Regions from separate parts of the Mus musculus genome. Here regions 1, 2, 4 and 5 are each linked to region 3. A link is a contact called in public promoter capture Hi-C data. All regions are on one chromosome and are shown on one strand. Each heading gives the region's core, a stretch centred on a gene start, on an enhancer-like site or on the middle of the called end of the contact. The rest is flanking DNA. Distances are from core to core; before and after follow the strand shown.

What was found. Promoter capture Hi-C pulls out the DNA fragments that hold promoters and counts their contacts.
Region 1: a promoter capture Hi-C map of hippocampal neurons shows a contact between it and region 3, with 3 times the contacts expected there. The contact joins the enhancer-like site here to the promoter of Slc35a5 in region 3. A contact is called at or near these places in 6 of 39 promoter capture datasets (the 3T3-L1 cell line, cranial neural crest, hippocampal neurons and 1 more), 1 of 484 Hi-C or Micro-C datasets (hematopoietic stem and progenitor cells), 3 of 115 datasets of contacts at active chromatin or transcription factors (bone marrow-derived macrophages and embryonic stem cells) and 1 of 9 other capture datasets (embryonic stem cells).
Region 2: a promoter capture Hi-C map of hippocampal neurons shows a contact between it and region 3, with 2.3 times the contacts expected there. The contact joins the enhancer-like site here to the promoter of Slc35a5 in region 3. A contact is called at or near these places in 4 of 39 promoter capture datasets (the 3T3-L1 cell line, 3T3-L1-derived adipocytes and hippocampal neurons) and 1 of 115 datasets of contacts at active chromatin or transcription factors (trophoblast stem cells).
Region 4: a promoter capture Hi-C map of neural stem cells shows a contact between it and region 3. The contact joins the promoter of Boc here to the promoter of Slc35a5 in region 3. A contact is called at or near these places in 2 of 39 promoter capture datasets (3T3-L1-derived adipocytes and neural stem cells), 1 of 115 datasets of contacts at active chromatin or transcription factors (trophoblast stem cells) and 2 of 9 other capture datasets (liver and macrophages).
Region 5: a contact with region 3 is called in a promoter capture Hi-C map of hippocampal neurons, with 4 times the contacts expected there. The contact joins the promoter of Cfap44 here to the promoter of Slc35a5 in region 3. A contact is called at or near these places in 13 of 39 promoter capture datasets (the 3T3-L1 cell line, 3T3-L1-derived adipocytes, the SN4741 cell line and 8 more), 1 of 484 Hi-C or Micro-C datasets (olfactory sensory neurons) and 3 of 115 datasets of contacts at active chromatin or transcription factors (astrocytes, embryonic forebrain and embryonic stem cells).

Annotation. Positions count from the first base shown.
Region 1 is chr16:44,509,427-44,512,132 of GRCm38.p6, forward strand. The region is part of intron 3 of Boc (biregional cell adhesion molecule-related/down-regulated by oncogenes (Cdon) binding protein); the gene reads right to left. Among named protein-coding and RNA genes, the nearest start is that of Gm30064, 20 kb to the right of the region's middle. Within about 2 kb of position 1,300, at least 38 of the 459 cell types and tissues checked have an H3K27ac peak or open chromatin away from gene starts, as enhancers often do. A contact at or near this core is called in hippocampal neurons, where this site is marked.
Region 2 is chr16:44,537,290-44,539,989 of GRCm38.p6, forward strand. The region is part of intron 1 of Boc (biregional cell adhesion molecule-related/down-regulated by oncogenes (Cdon) binding protein); the gene reads right to left. Among named protein-coding and RNA genes, the nearest start is that of Gm30064, 8.3 kb to the left of the region's middle. Within about 2 kb of position 1,327, at least 48 of the 459 cell types and tissues checked have an H3K27ac peak or open chromatin away from gene starts, as enhancers often do. A contact at or near this core is called in hippocampal neurons, where this site is marked.
Region 3 is chr16:45,157,392-45,160,091 of GRCm38.p6, forward strand. Slc35a5 (solute carrier family 35, member A5) reads right to left here and starts at 1,282. Exons shown (of 7, transcript NM_028756.4): 1 at 991-1,282; 2 at 70-255. The coding sequence starts at 235. It overlaps Atg3 (autophagy related 3), which reads left to right and starts at 1,438. Exons shown (of 12, transcript NM_026402.3): 1 at 1,438-1,780. The coding sequence starts at 1,709.
Region 4 is chr16:44,557,486-44,560,232 of GRCm38.p6, forward strand. Boc (biregional cell adhesion molecule-related/down-regulated by oncogenes (Cdon) binding protein) reads right to left here and starts at 1,385. Exons shown (of 19, transcript NM_172506.2): 1 at 953-1,385. Mir3081 (microRNA 3081) reads right to left here and starts at 644; the gene lies at 561-644.
Region 5 is chr16:44,393,371-44,396,070 of GRCm38.p6, forward strand. It overlaps Cfap44 (cilia and flagella associated protein 44), which reads left to right and starts at 1,429. Exons shown (of 35, transcript NM_001033247.1): 1 at 1,429-1,478.

The DNA of each region.
Region 1 (2,706 bases), core at 50-2,549, 650 kb before region 3:
CCTCACCAGATCCTTTGGTTGTCTAAGACACACCCAATGGCTTAGCTTCACCCTTGAGTTATCCTTGAATAAAAGTACCTTGCAAATGGAAAACCACAAAGTCACCTGCTAAGGACAGGGGACCAAGTAAAGCGACAGCTGATGGTGCTCATGAGCTCAGGGAACCTGGCACCTGGAGAGTAACTGGGGTTATGGCTTGGGCAGGCCTCTCAGAAGCTGAGCATCCGAGGAATGACTAAGCGCTTGCCAGTGGGTAGCCAGGGCACACAGACCACTAAAGCCAAACAGCACTGTAACTCACCAGGCTGGCCTAACCCAGTGTTTCCTAAGGCGGACATTTAGCACAGTTCCATCCTTTAAGCCTCATGGATGCCTTTACTCAGACATTCTGGTATGCAGAAAATGCAAAGAGAATAAGATAGGTCGGTCCTAGACAGGGGTGGGGGGGGTCTTCTGATCTAACGATGAGATAGGTTAAGGTCAACATAAGACAGATCACCAGAGTGGTGCTCCCAGCACCGGCATCAGCTCCTCCACCAACAGTCCAAAGTAGGCTGCCCCAAGCTGCATACAATCTGAGGAGGAAGCTGTAGATGCCAGCTTTGTGCCTTGTTTGGCAGGCCAGGACAGTGGATAAATATGTTTGCTCTCTTTGAGAATTTTTTTTCTCCCCCTGCCAATCCAATTGTACAAATAATTTTGGCTCCAAACAAAACTCTTTCCTGACAGCCATGGAAACATGACATGAAATTTCTCAAACACACTTTCTGATGAAAGCATGCTATGCTGTCTTTTATTTAAATAAAAACCAGTTTCTATTGGGGGGTGGGGTGGGGTTTTTGCATCTGCCAAACAGATTAGTTGTCAAATCTTTTGTTGTGTGTTGTTTTCCCCCTCAGCTGAGGTGTGGTTTCCCATATTTGAAAGGTGGAAAGGCTAAGAATGGAGGAGAGATGAAAGAGACCGGAGGGTAGGAAGTAAAGGCAAAAAAAAAAAAAAGAAAAAGAAAAAATCTAGTTAAGACAAGAGAGAGAGAATTATGGCTGAGAAGAGAGAAGGCAGAAAGAGGCAGGCATGTGAGGGGAAGGAAAGGAAAAAAGAATCTATTTTGCAATGTTATTAAATGATTTGCAATAAACTGGCTTAAGGCTTGAGGAATTTTTTTTTGCTTGAACCAATTAAAAAAATATTTTTAAAAGACATAAGAGAACATGAAATGCGATTAGTCCTCAAAGACAAGTCAAAGATGGAGCCACGTCTCCACCGAGTCTGGCAGCCAGATGCAAGAGAGATGTATGCAGCCGTACTCATTTCCCTGACTGCAGTGCCTCTGTGAGGTAGTGCTGGCACACAAAAAGCTGCAGTTTCTTTTTGGACCCGATGAGAGTTTGGAAAAAAAAATACATTGAAGAAAGAGAGAGGAGAAAAAGATTTACTTGCCAACAACCCACATCACACATACTTCTCTGATCATCCAAATATAAATATAAATACAAACTCAGCAATGGGAAAATTCATGTAAATCCTGGTGGTCTCGACTCATCAGAGGCAAAGCTGGATCCCAGCACGGTCTTTGACAGGGCGGGTGGCCAGCACAGGGAGAGAGGGGAGGGTGGAAACAGGAGCCTAGCAGCTCCGAAGGGAACAGACATCTTCAGCAGGCCCTTGTAAACAGAATTCCAGGTTGGAGAGGCAGGACCACTATGCTGGGGACAGACAGGTTCATGTGGCCCTTCTTTCTCCCCACATATCTGTCAGCACGCATGCACACACGCACGCATGCGCACTCGCACTCGCATGGATGCGCCACAGTAACAGCTCTAAGAAGCCATCTTCCACCAGCTTTTGTAGGATCTGGTGGTTGAATTCAAGTGCCAGGCCTGCATGCAAGTGAGGCTACTCACTGAGCCATCTTGCCAGCCCTCCGTTTTGTTTAATATCCTGTACATGTTTAAAAAAAAAAAAGTATTTATTTATGTATACAGTTGTACTATAGCTGTCTTCAGACACCAGAAGAGGGCATCAGATCCCATTACAGATGGTTGTGAGCCCCCATGTGGGTACTGGGAATCGAAATTAGGACCTCTGGAAGAGCAGTCAGTGCCCTTAACCGCTGAGCCATCTCTCCAGCCCTCCTTTACTCTTTTTGACTTCCATCAGTTTTTTTCTAAAAGCCCTTCTGTATCACCAACCTGTTTTAACAAATTCCTTGTTCACTCTTTCTATATATGTCACACACACACACACACACACACACACACACACACACACACACAGAGTGAAATTAGGATTAGCCAAAATTAGCACAAACGTGTAGGAGAGTAATCTATTCCACTCAAGGGGAAGCACAGAAAACACAGGAAGTTTCAACTATAAACACGGACAAAACAGGAAGTCGTAGGAAACAACGCCATAGGGACAAAACTGCAAAAAGAATGGATTGCCCACTTCACACGTAAAAACACCTCAAAGGGAAAATAGCTCCACTCGTAGGTTTAGCTCATGAGGTATTAAAGTGTACTGTTGCTTTCCTAAAGAGCCGGTTCACTTGCTTAACTGAGAGTATGTTGTCATGATTTGAATATGCTTGGCCCAGGGAGGGTCACTATTTGGAGGTGTGGCCTCTGTGTAGGTGGCCTCTGTGTTGGCATGGGCTTTAAGACCCTTATCCTGGAAGTCGGTCTTCCTGGTTGGAAGACAGTCTTC
Region 2 (2,700 bases), core at 77-2,576, 620 kb before region 3:
GACACACATAGACACACAGACACGTACACAGACACACACAGACATGCACACATATATACACACACATGCATACACATACAGACACATAGACTTGAACACATACACACACATCTCACACACACATGCACACATACACACACACACACTCATATACATACACAGACACACACATACACACACACACACACACACACACACACATACATACACAGACACAGACATACACACACACACATACATACACAGACACACACACACATATGTTGTACCCATATACACATAGATACACAGACACACACACACACTCATATACATACACAGACACACATATACACACACACATAGAGACACACAGACACACACATATGGTGCGCCCATACACACATAGACACACACACATGCATGCACACATACACACACAGGTATGGACACACAGACACACACATACACAGACACACACACACATAACACAATAAACACACAGACACACACACATGCACACATACACACACAGACATGGACACACTCACAGACACACACATACACAGACACACACACATATACCCATACACACATAGACACACAAACACACAGACATGCACACACACACACACACACCCTCACATACACACACAGACACACACACATAAATGCACACACACACACACACACACACCCTCACATACATACACAGACACACACACATGCACACATACACACACAGACATGGACACACTCACATACACAGACACACACACACTTGTACACATTCACACACATGTACATATACACACATAGACACATACATGCACACATACACACACATCACACACATGCACACACATAGACACACAGACACATACACACAGAGAGACAGAGACACACATACACGCACACATACACAACATCACTCACACACACACACACACACACACACACACACACACACACACACACACACTGAGTGAAGCTGCAGCTCTGGCTGGTAGCTATACTTTAGGATCATGACAGTTTACTTTCCCATCTGACCTTATTCAAACTCACTTTCTTCACCCCCTCCCTGACCCCCAAAGCATACACACGGAGTCCCTTGTCCCACCCCTAACCTTTCCTTTCTCAATTACCAAGCTCTTTTAAAACGCCTACACTTTAAATAAATACCACTGTGTGAATGTGAAGCAGGCTGCAGTCCATCTGTCAGTCAGTCAGCCCCTGCCTTCTGCTAAAAGCCCCCACCTCGCCCCTGCCAGCTCTCCCTAACTCATGAAGCACGGAGGCCTTAGTGCAAGGCTGGCACATACAGGGTAAACAAACACATGGAGTCTTGCAGCTGGACCAGGGGCCGCTGTTTATGCAGGAGCGAGTGTGGGGAACTGTAGCCAGGAGGTGATGGGAAGAGTGAGCGAGCAGGCTAATTCTAGTCTCCAGCTCCCAGGCTCCCACCACCACCACCAAGGAAGATTTCCTGCAGAGGGTCTGCCATTCCCAGGTCCAGGGCAGGAATGTTGCTGCAACCGTGTAAGTCCTGGAGGCAGACACGCTGCCATCTTGCCTGTTGTTAGACACCAACAGCCACCCCAGTACATGGCTCCTGACAGGGGCACAGTAGCTATTTCTTAATTACACAGACAGATGAACTGGTTTCCTCCCTGGGTCACAAAGTTCCAGTGTGGGTAGTGAAGGATGGTGTTGGGACCGAGGTCGGTCGGTGAGTATTGCCTAAGACATTCCAAAACCCTACCAAATGATAAAAGATGCTCCCCGACTCACACCAAAAATAATTTAGAGAAATGCTATGCATGAAAATCCAGTCAGATTTCATTGCTGCCGACCTTTCAGAACCTTTAATTTTCTGTTACACAGCATGAATCACCAAGATAGAGTAGGCTCCGAGTCTGTAACCACAAGCTTGGACTTACATGACCCTTGGTCGGGGGGTGATTTGAGAGTGCCATTTTTTTCTTAGAGTACCATTAATGATGAGGATTTTTGCCAAACACATTTTTTGGACATGCTGACCTAACTTGAGAGGTTCTTGGAGATCCAGTTTTGAAATTAAAAGAAAAAACAAACAAAACCCCATATGAACGTGTGGCATGTAGTTGTTTGGGGTGTCATAGAAAAACGTAAGGAGAAAATTTTAATATCAACTATGTCTGAAGATTAAGAGATTTATACTTTTCACTTAAAACACCAGAAATTGTTAAAGTCAGTTTATATTATCACTTTCATCATTCAAAAGACAAATTAAAAAAAAAAGCCTATCCAAACTACTACCGTGACGTCATCAAACTTGCTTTCCCCTGTACACCTGCTGACCTCATTTCTCGATAATCCCTTGAACCCCCAAATGTTATTTGTCTCACTCCCAAATCATGGTTTGCTGTGCTGGGTTCGAAGATGAGGTCCTCCTAACCCATTTGTAAGCATCATCTTTCCTGACTCCACGGCTCTGCTGCTCTCTCACGTCACAGACATGGACTTTGCAAAAAGGGAAAGTGGGCCTCCTAGTTCCATCAGCGACCTTTAGAGAGCCCCTTTTCCTAACAGCTTTGTTTCTTTACTAAGCTGTCTAAAACATAGCATCTAGACCTTGCTGAAACTGTTTTGCTGCGCAAACTAGCGCTTAGAGAATGTGGTTTGGGCCGAGAACATTGATCATTTGGCAGAATGTGTGGCTGGCATGCATGAAGCCCTAAG
Region 3 (2,700 bases), core at 32-2,531:
ATAATTTATTCATAAGAACACCAGGCAAATGATTAAAAGCACCCCATACACATTTCCATTTTAACTCACCTTCATTGGCAGAGTATTTTACCAGTAAGATTCGACTTGAACTTAGAGTAATGAATATAATGCCTAGCAGGAATGTGTACAGCGTTGGTGGGCCTAACCCAGGGCGCCTGGAGCATTTTCTTTCCATTCCACGGGTTTTTAATTGCCTTAAGAAGATCACTTTCATGAGCAGCCCCGTCGGCAGACCTAAGGATTAAACACAATGCAAAGACTGAAGACTGTGAAGAATAGAAAAGGAAACCTGTAGAAGTCTGGCCACAACTACAGCAGACGGAAGACAGCCGAGGACAACAGAGAGGACTTAAAGGAAACAAACCATACTGCCAACATCTGATAGGAGAGGCAAGTCTCAAGACAGAGAGGGGATGGCCAGATTGGAAATAAGTTAGGAAATGTGTAACTGACAGTTTGGGACTGCAGAAAAGCAGTTTATTCGTATTAACTTTGGTCCACAAGGAATGAATTTTGGAATGGCCTTTCCTTTCAGAGCAGAAAAAGAGCTCACTGGGAACGATTCTTTTACAGAAGCGACCTCAGTGCAAATAGTTGAATCACAGCTAATGACTCTTAAGTGAACCAGGATGGGACCAGAAGGCTCATCTTGGGTCAGTGAGCCTAACTGGTCGGTCTTTCACGACAGATGGTCACGAAACTCCAGGCAGGGTAAATACTTGCCCAACGCGCACAGGTAGGATGGGAACATAGAGCCGTCAAGGGCCGCAGACACAGGCCCAAATCAGAGAGCAGGTGGGCACAAGCCAATGGACAGAAGGCCAATGGGTCAGCACTCCTCCCACCTCCACCAGGTTTCCCTCACTGTCAGGGAAACCCTCCCACACATGCGCAATAGGAATCGCGGGCGGCTCCCAAGCCCCTTAACACGCTCGAGCCACAACACTCAGCCCGCGAGGGCGCGGTTACCTCAGTCGCTCAGGGAAGGTTCTAGTGCAAGAACGGACATCATAGAGCCGACATAGTGACTGCCTAAGTTCGTAGTAGCAGCAGTAGGTTTTGAAGGCCCATTGGTGGGGAAACTATGAGCCGGGAGCAAAGGCGACAAAAAACAAAAAACAAAAACAAAAACAAACAAAAAACAATAAAAATCAACCCTTCTCACGCTGCCTTCCAGGGCTGGAATACAAAGCTAAGAGCCGCCCGCTAGGGAAGAGCAGCCTGAGCGGCCATTGCGCAGGCGCGCTCATTCCAGCGCTTCCGGGGGGCGGGCCGGAGGGAGCAGAGGCCGGCCGGTCCCGCCCCCGCGGGCCTCCTTTTGTCACGTGTCCTGGGAGAGTCGAGTCACGTGAGGCCTTAGGTGGCGGCGGGGCTGTTGGGAGAGTGTGAGAAGAGGAAGGGGAAGCCGGAAGGGGTGTTCAGTGGAGCTCCGGGGAAGAGAGACAGCTTGGAGAAGGCCGGGGGCTGCGCGCGCACCCGCCTCTCGCTCAGCCGGCTTGGGCCCTCTGCGGTGGCGGCCAGGTGACAGCTGGGCCGGGCCTCCGCGTGTCGCCGCCCCTCCCCCCCGGCCGGGCCGGTGCCGCTGCGAGGTTCGATGCCAGTCGGGCACGTCCGGGGCAGTTTTTGACTCCCCTGTGGCCCGGATTGCGACAGTCCCTCCGTGCCCTATCGCTGCTCCAGCCCCAGGATGCAGAATGTGATCAACACGGTGAAGGGAAAGGCTCTGGAAGTGGCCGAGTACCTGACCCCGGTCCTCAAGGTAAGCGGGGAGGGTCTGGCTTGCTCTGCCCTGGTTGCCCAAGTCCCGGTCCCCAGCGTGGACGGGGTGTAGAAGGTGGAGGGGCGAGTCGCGCGGCCGGGTGCTGCCTCTTGCCTTGGGCTCCTGGGCCAGTCCCAAGGCTTGCTGGCTTCCCCGCTTCCACTAGAGTGAAACTGGGTGCCTGCTGTCTCCACTGATCAGTGCCGCCTTGGAGTGCACGGCTAGGTGGTGCGGAGCAGAGGTACGAACGTTCTGACATCCATAGTCTTTTAAATAGGTAGACTGGGTTAACCTTTGAAAAGATGACAGCTTGGTGGCTAAACAGCATGCCACGTTTCCTTCCAAGTTTCATAGGAAGTTTTGCTTTTCGGGTGATCTAATTCCCAACTTGCTTAGGTTTCAGAGGAACATAGTAAACTGTGACATGTTAGTAACTCTGAGCCGAACTAGAGCGAAACTTGACGTTTCTCAAGCCTTTAAGGTAGCCGTAAGTGATTATTAATCTTGGACTTGAGTGATCCTACAGCAACAGTTCAGCACAGCCGATTGTATATTGTATAGATTGGAAACACTATTGACATTTTTAGGTGAAAGTTGTGATAGGTTAGCTGTTAGCACAGATTGGATTACTTGCTTTCAAAAGTAAAATTTCAGGGCTTCATTCAGAGCTTTCTTACACCTTCTAGGCTACATACGGTAACTTGATTTTGCTTTGTAAAAAGCAAGCAGTAAAAGAGAAACAGATAATTTTGCGTAGTTTTTGTTCTGTACTTAGCTTTCAGTTAGAATTTTACCAATCTTAGTGCAGGGGTGAAATCTGCTGATGGGCAGAGTAGGCTGTTCGATCTTTCCTTGGCAAGGGGGGAATGCTTTCCAATAATTATTACCAAAATACTTTTGGGCCAGGCGTTGGGGTTGCA
Region 4 (2,747 bases), core at 135-2,634, 600 kb before region 3:
CCACAAAATCACTTCTCAACCTTCTCATAGTTAATAGAAACAAAACCCCAGTGGGACACCACACACACACACACACACACACACACACACACACACACACACACACACACCTCTTGCTGATGCTTTACTCTCACAGACACCTCTGGATGCCAATTAATTCAGTGCCTCCCATCCACCGGTCCAGCCAAGAAGATTTTTTAAGAGCTGTTTAGCTTTTGGTCTCCCTTGGTCCCTGACTTAGGATTTTCCTTTTAAAACCTCGCTGATAACTTCTCCCCTTAAAGAAGCAAATCGGTGTCGAGTGTGGGCTTGTTCCCACCGCTTGGCTGTGCAACCAGGGCACCCTGTCAGCCCTTCGGGGTGAGTTTGGGAAGATGTCTGAATCTTCCTACCACCGGAGCAGCTTCCGGGAACCGCGGGAGCTAACCGAGCCAGACCGGGCAAGAGAGGGAAGCCCGGCGGCCCTCGGCTGGGCGGAGGAGCACAAGCAGTGGCGGCTCCGGGAACTTCGTGCGGCGTCAGGCCCTGACTCTAGTCGGATCCAGTCAAGCGCTGGGATTCCGGGCAAGAGCCCAGCTCAGAGATCGGAGCGCAAGCCCGAGTCCAGCTCACCGCTCCAAGCTCCAGTCTGAGCCCCAGCCCAGCGCTCGAGCTCCAACCCAGAGATCCAAACTCCGTCTGAACCCCAACAGAACACCCTGAGCCCCAAAGTGAGCCTCCAGCTTGAAACCCAGTCAAGCACTAGGGGCCCCAACCCCGGTCCTAGCCTAGCTGCCGGAGCCCCAGGCGGAGCCCCAGCCCAGCGCTTGGAGCCCGCGCCCTGCAGCACGTCTCCCGGGAGCCCTCGGCATCCCAGGACGGGCGGCCGCCTCCCACACGCCTCCTATCCCCAAACCAACAAATAAACACAACTTTTTATGAAAAGAAAACAAACTTCAGCGACATGACTCACCTCGCCTGCAGCCGGAGCCTGGGAAGAGGGGGCCGGGACTCCGGGTCCCGCGTGGTGAAGCGGAGAAGGGCCACACGGCCCCCGCGCACACCGACACACACACGCACAGCGCGGTGACACAAGAGGACACACACCACGGCAGAGTGGCCGCAGCCGGAGCAACAAAAGAGCCCAGGACCCAGAAGTTGCGGCCGGAGGAGGAAGGGCTTGTGTGGCCGCGGCGGGTACGAGGTGCGAGAGTGTGAGAATGCGGCCGGCCGGAGCTGACACCAGCGAGACCCAGCTCAGGGTCCCCACTGCAGGAAGCCAGAGCCGTGGTGGCAGCGGCGGCAGCAGGCGGGCAAGGCAGAGGACGCCGCGCCCAGCGCACCCAATCCCTCCATATGGAAGACGCTTTTTTGGATGACTGAACTTGCAAACAATTCCTTCTTTTGCTTCTCCTGCCTAGGAGCCTCCCATTACCGCTCGAAGAGGGGAGGGGAGCCGAGGAGGCGGGGAGGAGGGGGAGGAGCAAAAGGGAGCAAAGCAAAAAAGTCTTGAAAAGGAAACTGGAGTGGGGGGGGGGGGGAGGGACCACAAGTCCCCCCCAATTTTAGAACAATTTTTCCCTTAACGCCTACTTTCTTTGCACTGCGTTAAATTCCCTCAGTCCTTCCAAATTATTTTCTTTGACCACACCAAAAGTGCCTTTCTCCCACGCGCGGGGGTGCCGGTCCACCCTGCTTAGCTTCACCTTGGACCCTTCCCTTGGCCAGCACTACCCCTCCTTCCCGTGCTGGCACCCACTTCTCAATTTCTCTATCATTCTGAACAAACAAACAAACCTACCAGATAATGCAATAAAAACAAAGTTACAATTAATAAAAGCAGGGCAATCCCCCAACCACCATCACCTAAATAAATAAATAAACAAACAAACAAATGTAAGGCAGGGCAAGGGCAATTAGGAAAATGATAAGAAACCTCATCATGGCAAAGCCATAAAACAGCCTTCCCAGACACTTGGCTGGCAGGGAAGGGTTTGCCAGGTCTTTGGCTTGACCTCCCCTTTCAGCATCCTAGGAAAGGGGTGGGGGGTGATGTCACGGAGAGTTAGTCCGTTACCTCCGTGTTGGTTGGAGAGAAAACATGCACACAGTAATTTTCAAACCCATTGTCGGGAACTTCTTTGGACAAATTGTTACAACGTAGATGGATGGGCTCCACCTCCAACTTCTGATTCAGCAAGTCTGTGCTAAGAAAGGATTTCTTTAGTTTTCAGGTGATCTGAAACTGTTAGTTCGGGTACACATTTAAAAACAAACAAACAACAACGGCAACAAAAACGCACTTTCACACACAAGCCCAATACTAAATTAAGTTGGCAACGCTAGATTTTCTAAAAATGCACCAGACTCTGTGAGAGTTTCTTATCCCTTATATTTTAGGAGTTAAGCCATTTGTCAAAGCCTTGTTCCAAGGTGGAGAGGAGGTGGCCCTTGGAGTGGGTCAGCCAGGGAAGAGCACGGTGAAGAGAGGTGCTGTCTTCCCTGAATGGCAGAACTGTGGCCTTGGGACTCAGAAAGTCACCATGTGACAGAAAAGAAATCACTTAAAAATTTTTTTTAGGTCACGGTTTTATTTTCTGTTGCTTTTGGTTGTCCTCAGCACATGATTCCAATTGAAGCAGTAGGAGGAAGGGAAAGATTCCACATTTTCCAGCATTCTTTCCTCCCCGAGTTTGTTAATTAGAGCAGGAGTCAGTCTCTGCACTGATTTATCTGGCATTTCTACATGCCTAGATTGCTGGGCATAT
Region 5 (2,700 bases), core at 179-2,678, 760 kb before region 3:
ATGTCTCAGAGCCACTCAGCTGGGAAGTTCCAGGGAGTGGTCCTGACCAAAGTCCATCTCTTGGTCAGTATTTAATATTTAATAAAGCTTGCTTCAAGTTTGGCCTAAAATGGTGCAATTGGTTTTTTCCTGTTAAATCTCAGGATTAACAACAGTATCTTTATTTTGGCTTCTCACATTCAACATGATTTTGAGATTGACCCACGTTATGTGTGTCAATTGATAAACCTTTGTATTCTGTATTAGTATTTGATTGTATGACTGTGCCATAATTTTGTACTTAAGTGTCCCGATACCAAATGCCTGGACTTGTTTCCAACTTTAACCTGTTACAAATAAACATACTATGAAGGAGATTAAATATTTCATTTGTCTTAGATGCAAAACTAGAGATGAATTACTGCCTTACATAAGAATGCATGATTAAATTTCAAGAAATTAAGTGGTTTTCTGACATCCCATTTATACTCTCACTAGTCACACATACCTTCTCTTGTTACTACTAATCCTATCTAGTATTTGGTCAGTCTTTTTTTTCTTTCTCGGTGGCTGAGTTGTTGCATCTTAATTTGTATTTCATCCCTGATAGTGATGCCTTACCTATTTGGTCTGTTCATTGGTATTTGTATGCCTTCTTTCATAAAGTAGCTTCAAAACTTTTTGTTCAGTTTTTGTTGGGTTATTTGCCTTTTTATTAAAGGCATGAGCCGGGCGATGGTGGTGCACGCCTTTAATCCCATTACTTGGGAGGCAGAGGCAGGCGAATTTCTGAGTTCGAGGCCAGCCTGGTCTACAGAGTGAGTCCCAGGACAGCAAGGGCTACACAGAGAAACCCTGCCTTGAAAAACAAAAACAAAAACAAAAACAAAAACAACAAAACAAAACAGGAATGAGCTCGTCATATATTTTATATACAAGTCCTTTGTCCAATACATACCTTGCAGATTAAAAACAAAAACCCAAAATTAATCCTCTTGCTGCTGCCCACCTCCTACAGCAAGAATTCACAACACAACCCTTATTTACTTTTTAAAAAACACAGGTAAGCTTTAGAAAATACTCGTCTTCGATGTTGATGTATCTGGAAGCTGCCTTCTGCAGCCAAGACCACACCATTTTAAGTTTTGTTTTTAATTGGCAAATAATTGCCTTAGGACCCTTTGGCCGGTTTGGAAAGTTGGGCAAGTACCCAAATACTCTGTCATCTGGTTCATAAATTGTTGGAATGCTGGGCTTCTGTTTCCTGAGGGTGGGGGGTGTCGCAGTAGCTTCTTCCCCAGGGCACACGGACGACTCTGTGGCAACACCTCAGTTTAGGCAAAAACCTTGGGGGATGCTGCGCATGCGCCTAATAGCCTGCTGTTCCCCTCCCCCAACATCACTACCAGCAGGCGGAGGGACGTTGCTATGGCAACCGCAGTAAACGGAGTCCTTGGGCGGGTGTGACTAGAAACCAGCTGCTGTAGCGAACACCTCCGGTAAGTGGGCTCTTAGCCTGGGCCGGGCTGTCCCCATAAGTCTCCCTTAAATCTGGTAGCGACTCAGAGAGCAGTGAACTCCACCTTCTAGGTGGAACTAGTATGGTCCAATTTCTCTGGAACACTTCCCCGGTCCTCCTGTGGTAATTCAACGCAAACATCAGAAGCAACCAGTGCGGGTTAGACATGCACAGCTCCAGCCTGCAGGGAACTGGTGATGCAGGTTAAGAAGCAACCAGGTAGCCAGAGAAGTTAGGTCACCACAGAGGGAAGAAGAAAGCCTGCTGGAAATGTGCCTGGGTCAACAAAGCCACCCCTGCCCACCCTTAGCTGTGAGCCTTCTCAGTGGGCCCTTCTACACTATTTTCCTTATCTGGGGGGGGGGGGGGAATGGCTGTGTTTGCCTCCTAGGGTTCTTGTTAAGATTTAAATGCAGGCCAAGTGTCTCAGGAGTGCAGCTGAACGCTGGTAATAGGCAAAGGCGGTAGGGAGCGAGTGTACAGGGTATTCGTTAGTCATGAGTAGTCTTACTTGCCTGCTTAGTAAGACACCAGAGAAAAGGGGCCAAAGGGGAGTAGGAACAGAGTGGGTGTGAGATGCAGCAGCGATCTGCAACCTCACCACGAAGGGCTTTTGCACCGTGATGAGGGTTTGTATTGCATTCTTCTGTGATGGCAACAGAGTCAGTCACTCGATGACGAAGCTGTAACATAGTGGTGCTCTGGTAGCTCTCTCAGGAATACAAAGGGCAAGGCAGAAAACAGATTAAAAGATTGGCAAGGTGGCTCGATGGGTTAAGGCACTCGCCACCAAGCCGGACAACCTGAGTCCCATCCCTGTCACCTGCATGGCGGAAGGAAAGAATGTCCACAAATTTGTCTTGTGACCTCCACACATGTACCCACCTACCCACAAAGAAGATATAAATAAATGTAACGAAAAGCTGAAAATTTAAAGGTTTTGTTTACTCTTGTTTTATGTGTACGAGTCTTTGTCTGAATGTATATCCGTGTACCACATGTGTGCAGTGCTCACAGAGGCTATAAGAAAGTATTGACTGCTCTAGGACTGGAGTAAAGATGGTTTTGAGCTGCCACAGGAGTGCTGGAAACTTGACCCTGGTACTCTGGAATAACAGCCAGTGCTCTTAACTGCTGGGGTATCTCTCCTCTCCAGCTCCCATGAAAAGAAAATTTAAAGATAAAATGGATTAGAGAAACAG